2 separate regions of the Mus musculus genome follow, and region 2 is linked to region 1. A link is a contact called in public HiChIP or PLAC-seq data. All regions are on one chromosome and are shown on one strand. The core of a region is the stretch at or near the end of the contact, and the rest is flanking DNA. Distances in the headings are between cores, read along the strand shown.

Region 1 (4,343 bases), core at 959-3,458:
AGATGAACACTAAATCCCATGTCTATTTGAAGTTTTCATTTCTCTTTAACCTGGTATCATATCACGAACTTTACAAATTACCCAAGCCAGCTGAGAGGCGGCAGAGCAGGAAAACAGTGGCCTGCTATGTCCCTGTGATAGATGCTTTCTTGTGTTTATAGATGCAAATAGAGCCATTCCACCTTCTCAAATACTACATGACAATGGGGGGAGAGGGAAGGACATTGCACGGTTCCCCCAAGATGACAGTTAGAAGCAGACTTGACCTGCAAGTCCAGCATCACCTTCCAGGTATTTCTACCACCTCTGCAGCTGTTCCTTTTAAGCTGGGATAGGAGGCAGCATTCCTATTTTCAAAACAGCAAGTTCATAGAATGACCAAAGTAGGCATATTTGCTGCGACTGGCTCCCAGAAGCTTTGAAAGATGGCATTTTGGCATTTTGTTTGAAGCAATTAAACATATTTTTCTGCGCTTAAAATTTCCTCCTGTCACTGAAGAGTCTAAACAGATGATGAGTACCGCACAGGGAATCTTTGTGGGAAACCCTTACAGCTAAATGTCTATTTGTAAACCCAGCTGGTTTCCAGTTTAAAATATTTAAAGGAAAGAGAAATAATGTGCTTTATTTAAACATGAACTGAGGGAGGCCCAGGTCCCATCGATTGTCTGAGGGTTTAAAACTGCTATGCTCATAGAAGATATGGGGTCAGATGATCAGGCTGGGTAGCAGCAGACAAAGACTAGAGCCTCCTTTGGAGTGTCCTGACAATCTTGGTAATGGTTGACAGAGAAGTAAACACAAGCTGCCCTCTAGTCTTTTAATTCCCAAGTGGTAATTACTGTGAGACAGCTCTTAGCCACCTTCAGAAAAATCTGCCTGTACAGTCACAAGATACGGTATGCAAACCAAACCAAACCATCAAACAACAAAAGCAAGCGAATCTTGGAATGTTCTCCGTTAAATGCCAGCCGCAGATTGAACCATCTGTAGCTCTCGTGCTTCAAACTCCTCCTCCATTCCTATCCCAGGGTGTTTTGTTTACGGCCCACCCTCCCTTTACCTTTTGTCCTGCAAACCCAGAAGTCATCTTCTGCTCCTTACAGATTGGCAATGGCCACACCAAAGGTCAGGGTCCATTGTTGAGAGAGGAAGTACGACAAGCATACTAGCCTCAGCTAACATCTATTGAGCCCCTTTTCTGGGACTTGTTAGATACTGATAAAACTTCCCAACAATTCTCTGAGATAGGATTATTCCATTTGAAGATAAAGATGCAAAATCTCGAAGAGGTAAGCAGCTCACCGCGGGGCAGGGGGAGTGGATGGGGTGGGGTGAGTGGGGTGGGTCATATCAAATCGCAATTCAAAGCCAATCTGATTATCAGTTCCCTAACCGTAAAATGTTCAAGGAGCGGTGTGTTTACTGTTTCCGGTACCGCCGTCCTTTTTCTTTTCTTCATATTATTCACTCTTGTTGGCCCGTGCTGCTAATGTTATAGTTAATTTACGCAAACACAGAAGGTAATATGCCAAAGCTACTTTCATCAAGGCTTTCATCAGCCAATGGCTATCTAGGGATTAGACAAAGGTACCCGCCCCTTGTTTTGGGTGCTCAGATCTAGGCCAGGTATTTTCAGGGTTTCGGACGCTTATTTAAAGAACTGAAAAGAAGGGCTCACAGAGACGTGCAAGCAGTAGCATCGGTTAGAAAAGAAGGCATTTTGAACATTGATATCAGACCACGTGTTGTGGGTTCTCAAGGTACTCGCATTGCATTGTGGGATCTAAAGGAAGGAGAGACTGGTTACTAAGCGGAGCAGTTTGGGTGGTTCTCAATTTTGACTGATAGGTTATGTCACATAGCTACTCCTTTTTCCTACTGTGCGTGTCTTTTCCTATAGTGCATCTCATTTTTAAAATCGTGTGAACACCCGAATAAGCACAGGCCTAGGATGGTAAATAATCTTGGGGATTCATTTTGAGGACAGTTTTCCTTACTGCACAAGTATCCCACGCCAATTCCAGCCAGACTGGCCTTTCCGGCCTATCTTATACTAAGATACACGGGTAATGTACTCTAATAGACACTATCTACATTGGATTGTAGTTAGGAAAGAAGAAACCTCCCCTCTCCCCGGAGGGGTGTACATGTAGCTCAATGTGCATGGGCGTGGGAGGTAAGGAGTCGGGGGTGGAGAGGCTGGGATTTCTAGTTGCATTTGTTCGGAGAGAGCTGTGTGTGCCTAGTATATGCAGGTAAAGAAGCTAGGCAATCCGGTGCATCATTAAAAGAGGGACACATACAAGCCCAATTCTGGCAGAGTCCCAGGTTGCTAAGGTGGTTCCTGGGCTAGCCTCCCTGCTTTGAGCCAATTCCCTGTGGCTTTCTTTGATGAATACCCTCAGGCAGGACTCAACCTCTGCTCTGCACAAAGAGGCTCTGGGCTTGCCAAAGTGGCTTGAATGGTGTTTACTTGCAAATACAGTCATTTTACATGACAGTCATATCGTGACATCGTAGGGTTGCACACCCGCTGTCTGTTTTCAACCAACAAAAACAGCCTCATCTAACACATTCATATGCATGTTTATGAAATCTTTTGCTCTGAGACTCAAGTCCCAAGAGATTTTTTTTGAATAAATACTAGAGAGCTGGGTGCTGTGGAATAAATTCATTAAACTTAATAACCCTTAATTGGTAGACATGTAGGAGAAAGCTCTGTGTGCCTGATACAAGCATGTTCCTGAGAGAGAGAGAGAGAGAGAGAGAGAGAGAGAGAGAGAGAGAGAGAGCAGGATATTGCTATTAGGGAAATACATCTAATCAATACAGCTTGCCTGGATACAACTCAGGCTGGTGGGTAAAGGCAAGCACTGGTCTCTGCTGGGTCTGCTTTGAAAGCAGTGGCCTCATTCTGACCCTGATGTTAATCTTTTTCTCATTTAACCAAGAGTTATGCTGCTTGTCACTTGCCACATATAGCCACTAATGTAGAAAACTGAAGAATTTGCTTTGTTATGAGGAAAACCCTTATCACTAAGCAAGTTTCTAGGATTTATATCAGAAAATAAAATCTCCTCTGAACACATAATAGAAGCTAGTCATTTGGCATGCCAATATCCCTATATTAAATTATATTAGAGTCTTTATTTTTCAAGGAGTATTAGGTCAAGCTGTCTTATCAAAATCTAATTGAGTGAAAAGTTCTTTCTATCTGCCAGGAACCGAGAGTATGTTTCCCATTGGCATAAAACCGGTGCCTCTGAGGTGAACCTTCAGAGCTCACGTAATAGTGGCCTCCATTTTGGATGGCACACACTCAGACTGCATAAATCTCAGGCTAGAAAACACCCCGGTGAACTATCACGGTTTTGCTAGCCTTCACTAACTGGATAATAGAGCTATAATTTAGTCTGAAGTGTGTATGGGGAGGATCCATGCTGGGAATGTGAGCCTCAGAGGGTGCAGCCATCATGCCACTAATAGGAAGCCACACTCCTGTCAGCAAAATCCTCTCAAGTGGAGAGCTTCCTTCAGGATACACTGTGCTGAGAGTTAAAAAGAAAAAAAAAGTTTGTAAGAAAAGGAAGCAAATGTCAAACAGATAGCAGATTTATTTTCAGAGTTATGTAATACACACACACACACACACACACACACACACACACACACACACAAAGGCCTGCCACAGTGCAGAGTTGTCATGGTTACCTGATCTCTTATCAAACAGGAGAATCAAGCAGGGGAGGGAAACCTGGAAAATAGAGTAACCAGAGAGGCCTGAATCTTCAGAGAGCTCTTCTCCAACTGGGCTTGTTTGTGAGTGCTTAAAATAGGAGACACTTTCTGCTGCTTTAGCCAACGTTTTTAAGGAACTTATTTCGCTGTGTCGAATGGGGCTCTGTCCTGCTGTGTTTTTAGAAAGATGAAAACATGATGTCTAAAATGTCATTGTTCGCAGGGATCTCCACATGAACAATAACAAATGTACCTGTACATTTTGTTTTCTTCATGCACTAAAAGAAAACATCTTTAGAAATGCATAAAGTTTGCTTTGTTTTTTTTTAAAAAAAAAAAAAAACCTTAAATTTCACTACTTCAAATACTTCAAAGTATTTTTTGTGGGGGTTTCAGTTTTAAATTCTTTAAAAATTTCTAAAATCATTATTTTTTACCTTTCACTGTATGGGTGTTTTGCATGCACGTGTGTCTGTGTACCATGGCACCTATGGAGACCAGAAGAGAGAATTAGATCTCCCCTCCTCCCCAGAATTGGACTTATAAATGGTTGTAAACTCCATGTGAGTACTGGGAATAAAACCCAAGTCCTCTGGGAGAGC
Region 2 (4,343 bases), core at 1,270-3,769, 410 kb before region 1:
TAGCTCACGCCTTTAATCCCAGCACTCGGGAGGCAGAGGCAGGTGGATTTCTGAGTTGGAGGCCAACCTGGTCTACAAAGTGAGTTCCAGGACAGCCAGGGCTACACAGAGAAACCCTGTCTGGGGGGGGGGGGGGGAGTATTTTTATTTATTTACATGTTTTTCTTTCTGGTGTTCTTTATTTTTCATAGAGATTTAGATTTTCATCTGATTTATTTTCCTTCTTTCTCCAAGAACTTTTTATTCATTCATTTAAATTTTTTTGGGTTCACATCTATCTGTAAGGACTATTTCAACTTTTGTGTGGCTGGAAAAACAGGTCACTTCATGCTTGGAAGCTATTTGACTAAGCAAAGAAATCTAGGTTACAGCTTTCTTTTCCTGTTTAAACAAGCTGCTGTACTGTCTGGGTTTGCCTCCCTTCTGAAGTCACTGTGGTGTTTCTCTGCTGGGGAAGATTTCCTCTTTCTGGCTCCCTGTAAGATTTTCCCCCTATTGTTGGTTCTCATCCGTTTTCCCATAGCATGCCTTTATCTTGTCTCTGCTTTGGGTGTGTGGAAGTGTAGGATGTATCGCTCTTGGACAGCCAGGCCCTTAAGCACAGGTTAGGGTGTTCGTATTGACCTCTCTGCCTTCTCTTTTGAGGTCCCTCTTTTATGTGTATGTTAAGTTGCTTGTGGCTGTTGCCACACCCCTCCTCCTCTTTTAAAGGATGCTTGTGTGAGGTAGTTCATTTTAGAGGTTTCTATAGCTGTACCTTCAAGCTTATTGGTATTTTTCTTCTGAAGTATTTAATCTGCTCTTAATTTTATGTGCATACTAGACACTATATTTTTAACTCTAGAAATTTTTATTTAGATTCCTTTTATATCCCTTTAACAGATTTATGCTCCTTTGCCTTCTTGGACACATGGAACATAGGTGTTTATAACTTTTTAATCATCTAACTGCTTACTCTAATGTCTATTCTTTTTAGATGTGTTCCTATTGACTGATTCTCTCCTTTCTAACAGCCACTTGGTTTTTTTGCCTCTTGGTGATTTGTTTTTTGTTTTGTTTTTCGAGACGGGGTTTCTCTGTGTAGCCCTGGCTGTCCTGGAACTCACTCTGTAGACCAGGCTGGCCTCAAACTCAGAGATCCATCTGCCTCTGCCTCCCAAGTGCTAGGATTAAAGGCGTGCACCACCACTGCCTGGCAGTGATATTTTACTAGACGTTAAATATTGTGAATTTTGCCTTACTGGTTCCTGGATATTTTCATATTCTTAATAATATTCTTGAGTTGTGCTTTGGGACACATTTAAATTGTAAGTAGCTTAATTGTTTTGTACTCCCTCCCCTCCCTCCAGCTTTTTCTTTTTCTTTTTCTCTTCTTTTTTCTTTTTTTGTTTGTTTCTTTCTGATTCCAGAAACTTTTTCTAATTTCCCCCACTATCCAAGAGGTGATCTTGTAAGTACTTTACCTGCTGCTGCCTGTAGATGGATCATAAGCTCGTCTACTGTGGCAGGTAGGAAGCAGTTTGGACTCCAGCAGTGCCTCTGCTCCCCCAGGGCTTCTTCGTCTTTAGTCCTGGGGAGTTATCTCATGGGTGTGGACTGCTGTGCCCCAGCTGAAGTGGGTCTCCACAGACCTGCTCAGCTCTGTTGTGTGAATCCTGTCCCCTCAGTGCTGTTGACTTGTGTTTGTTGGGAGCCAGTGGGTTTCCATTCCCATCATTGTCTGTCGGTGTTTCGGCTAGGATACTTTCCCTGCAGTGGGCTGCAGCATGCTGTCTCATGGGACTCTCGTGGGCCTTTGTCCTGCTGCTCACCATTTGAGAACTGTTTTTTTGTTTTGTTTTGTTTTGTTTTGTTTTGTTTTGATTTATTTATTTATTTATTTATTTATTTATTTATTTATTTATTTCAGTTTTGTAGTTGTTTAAAACCACAAAATCTGGTTCTTGTTCTCCAGCAGGGCTGTCAGTTTCTAAGTGAAAGGCTTCATGATTGGTGAGATCCATATAACTATGATGTCGAAGTCCCTGAGGACTGTTTAGGACAGTGTTTCTGTGGGGGCTGTTCTGGAGTACAGCTGACTCTGTGGAGACACCGAAGTGCTAGTAGTTCATTATTTCCTCTTAATACTATCTAGAAAACCACAAGAAAGTTGTGTCTGTAAATACTGACAGACGTGGCTGACTCAGTCACCAAACACAAGGGAGTTTGCTTATGCAGCTAATTTGATTACTATGTTCTTATACATTAGTTTTGATCACTATACTCTTACATATAAAGGTTAAACATTTTTCTTGTCAGTTCTTTCCCCAGATATTACATGAAGCACAGTATTATACACCAGTACTATGGTAGTAAGTGACTCAGCCTGTTTGAGTCCTGATTTGGTAGCAAACTCACAAACAGATTTTTGAGATGTTTTGGTATCTTTTGAAAAGTCAGTGTTGACAGGAAGTGAACACAAAAGGGAGAAAAGCCTGTGGCTCTGTAAAAGCCAAGGAAGGAGCCAAAGAAAGAACCTGTATTGTCTGGTTCCGTGGTGAATCATTAACCTCTGGTGCACTGGGCACAAAGGTTGCGTGCCTGCCTGTGCTATTGGCTGTGAAACAATACGCTGGCTTTTTTTTTTTTTTTTTCTTTTTAAGTTACAGTTTACAAAGAATTGTGCCTTACAGGAAAACAATTGAATTGTGAGATAATGATTACTTGACTTAGTAACTTTTAAAACTGTGGGTTAGGACAATGACACAGCGCAGGCCATGTTGACAGTTACACAAGAACCAGGGGACTGGAATGTGATTTTTTTCTACCATGTGATTTTTTTTTCTTAAAATCAATTCTTTCTGAAAACATATCTTACCATGATCCATTTTCTCTTTAATATCACACCTCTATTTTCCACAATTCACTGTTATGGTCTTGGGTAACTTGGGAGACTTGACTTCACAGTCAAAGTGAAAAATATTTTATTTTGTTCAGAATACATTGTTGATACTGGCTGAAATAGGGCTCAGGGATATTCTAGGTTGTGTGTCTCTGACAAAAAGAATTACTTCATAGTTTCTAAATTATTTAAGAAAAGCCCTTTTTTTTTCCCAAGACAATACCGGGCCCTCATTTTCCTCTTCTTCTTTACTTCCTTTCTCCTTCTTTCTGCATATCAGCCATTTGGAAAGAACTGCAGTTGCCCAAGTGAAAGAAACAAAACATGAGAAATAGCCCCAAGCCTCCAAGGAACTTGTGATCTAGTAGAGAAGTGAATTACAGTGCTGTGCTGAGCTATGGCAAAAAAAAAAAGGAAAAAAGGAAGGAGGAAAGAGGGAGGGAAGGAAGGAAGATGACAGACCAGTAAGAGTCAAACTAGTGAGCACACATGGATGAGAGACTGCTTACAACAGATTTGGGAATGTGCAGCGATCGAGGATATGAAGGTGGCCCTAACAGTTACCTAAAACCCAGCATTCAAAAGCTGCAGCAGCAGTTTGTTTTCTGAGTTCTAGGCAGGCCTAGGTCACAGAAGGAGACCCTATATTCACAAACTAATGCACAAAGCAACCCCTCTGCAAATTACTCCTGATGAAGATGAAAAGCCAGCCATGAGTAAAAAGGAGGTATTTTATACAAGGGAAGACAGCAGACAATTTTCTGCAGTAGCTTTGTGTGCTAGTGGGGTGGGAGGGTTCTTGGAACAGTCTGTGCCTCCTTCTCTCACAAAGCCTGCTTTAGTACTTTTGCTCTCACGCTGACGATGCCATTGCAGACATGATTATGTTAGTGCACTGGAGGACTCATTCACTAAAGATTGCTACAGGCTTTTGTGTTTGCTTTTTTAGTTGTATTAGATTATATGTGTGAGTGTTTTGCTTATGTGTGTATATATATACCACTTGTGTGCCTCATGCCTGTAGAGATCAAAAGAAAACATCAAGTCCTCTGGAACTGGAGGTTCATAGGTGCTAGGAACTGAACTGGGTTTTCTACAAGAACATCCAGTGCTCTAACCATTGACCCATCTCTCCAGCCCCAAATGTTACACTTTTTAAACCAGTACTTGTCCTCTTTTCTCACAAGCGGGTACTTATTTCTCAGTGTTTTGGTATCTTACTGTTGCTTGAATTTTGGGAGTCAAAACCTATGCTCTGGAATCTTAAGAAAGCTACCTGTCTCCAATAAACAAGGAATAAGTAATAGTAAAATACAGAGAAAGATAAAATTACTCTCTGTGGTACGTTGGCAAGAGGAGCAAATGGAAGTCACATCCGTCTGTGGACTCCTGAAATGAGGTCTAAGAGGCATGTGTAACTTGGACGTCTTTTTCAAGGTGTGGTCCCACTCATCAACTTGCC

What was found. HiChIP or PLAC-seq counts read pairs in DNA pulled down with a chosen protein or histone mark.
Region 2: an H3K27ac HiChIP or PLAC-seq map of extraembryonic endoderm stem cells shows a contact between it and region 1. The contact joins two enhancer-like sites. A contact is called at or near these places in 2 of 115 datasets of contacts at active chromatin or transcription factors (embryonic stem cells and extraembryonic endoderm stem cells).

What each region holds. Positions count from the first base shown.
Region 1 is chr14:72,844,301-72,848,643 of GRCm38.p6, reverse strand. The region is part of intron 1 of Gm4606 (NADH dehydrogenase [ubiquinone] 1 alpha subcomplex assembly factor 4); the gene reads left to right. Among named protein-coding and RNA genes, the nearest start is that of Gm41206, 5.4 kb to the left of the region's middle. Within about 2 kb of position 2,208, at least 26 of the 459 cell types and tissues checked have an H3K27ac peak or open chromatin away from gene starts, as enhancers often do. A contact at or near this core is called in embryonic stem cells and extraembryonic endoderm stem cells, where this site is marked.
Region 2 is chr14:73,251,822-73,256,164 of GRCm38.p6, reverse strand. All of the region lies in intron 17 of Rb1 (RB transcriptional corepressor 1), which reads left to right. Among named protein-coding and RNA genes, the nearest start is that of Lpar6, 16 kb to the right of the region's middle. Within about 2 kb of position 2,519, at least 121 of the 459 cell types and tissues checked have an H3K27ac peak or open chromatin away from gene starts, as enhancers often do. A contact at or near this core is called in embryonic stem cells and extraembryonic endoderm stem cells, where this site is marked.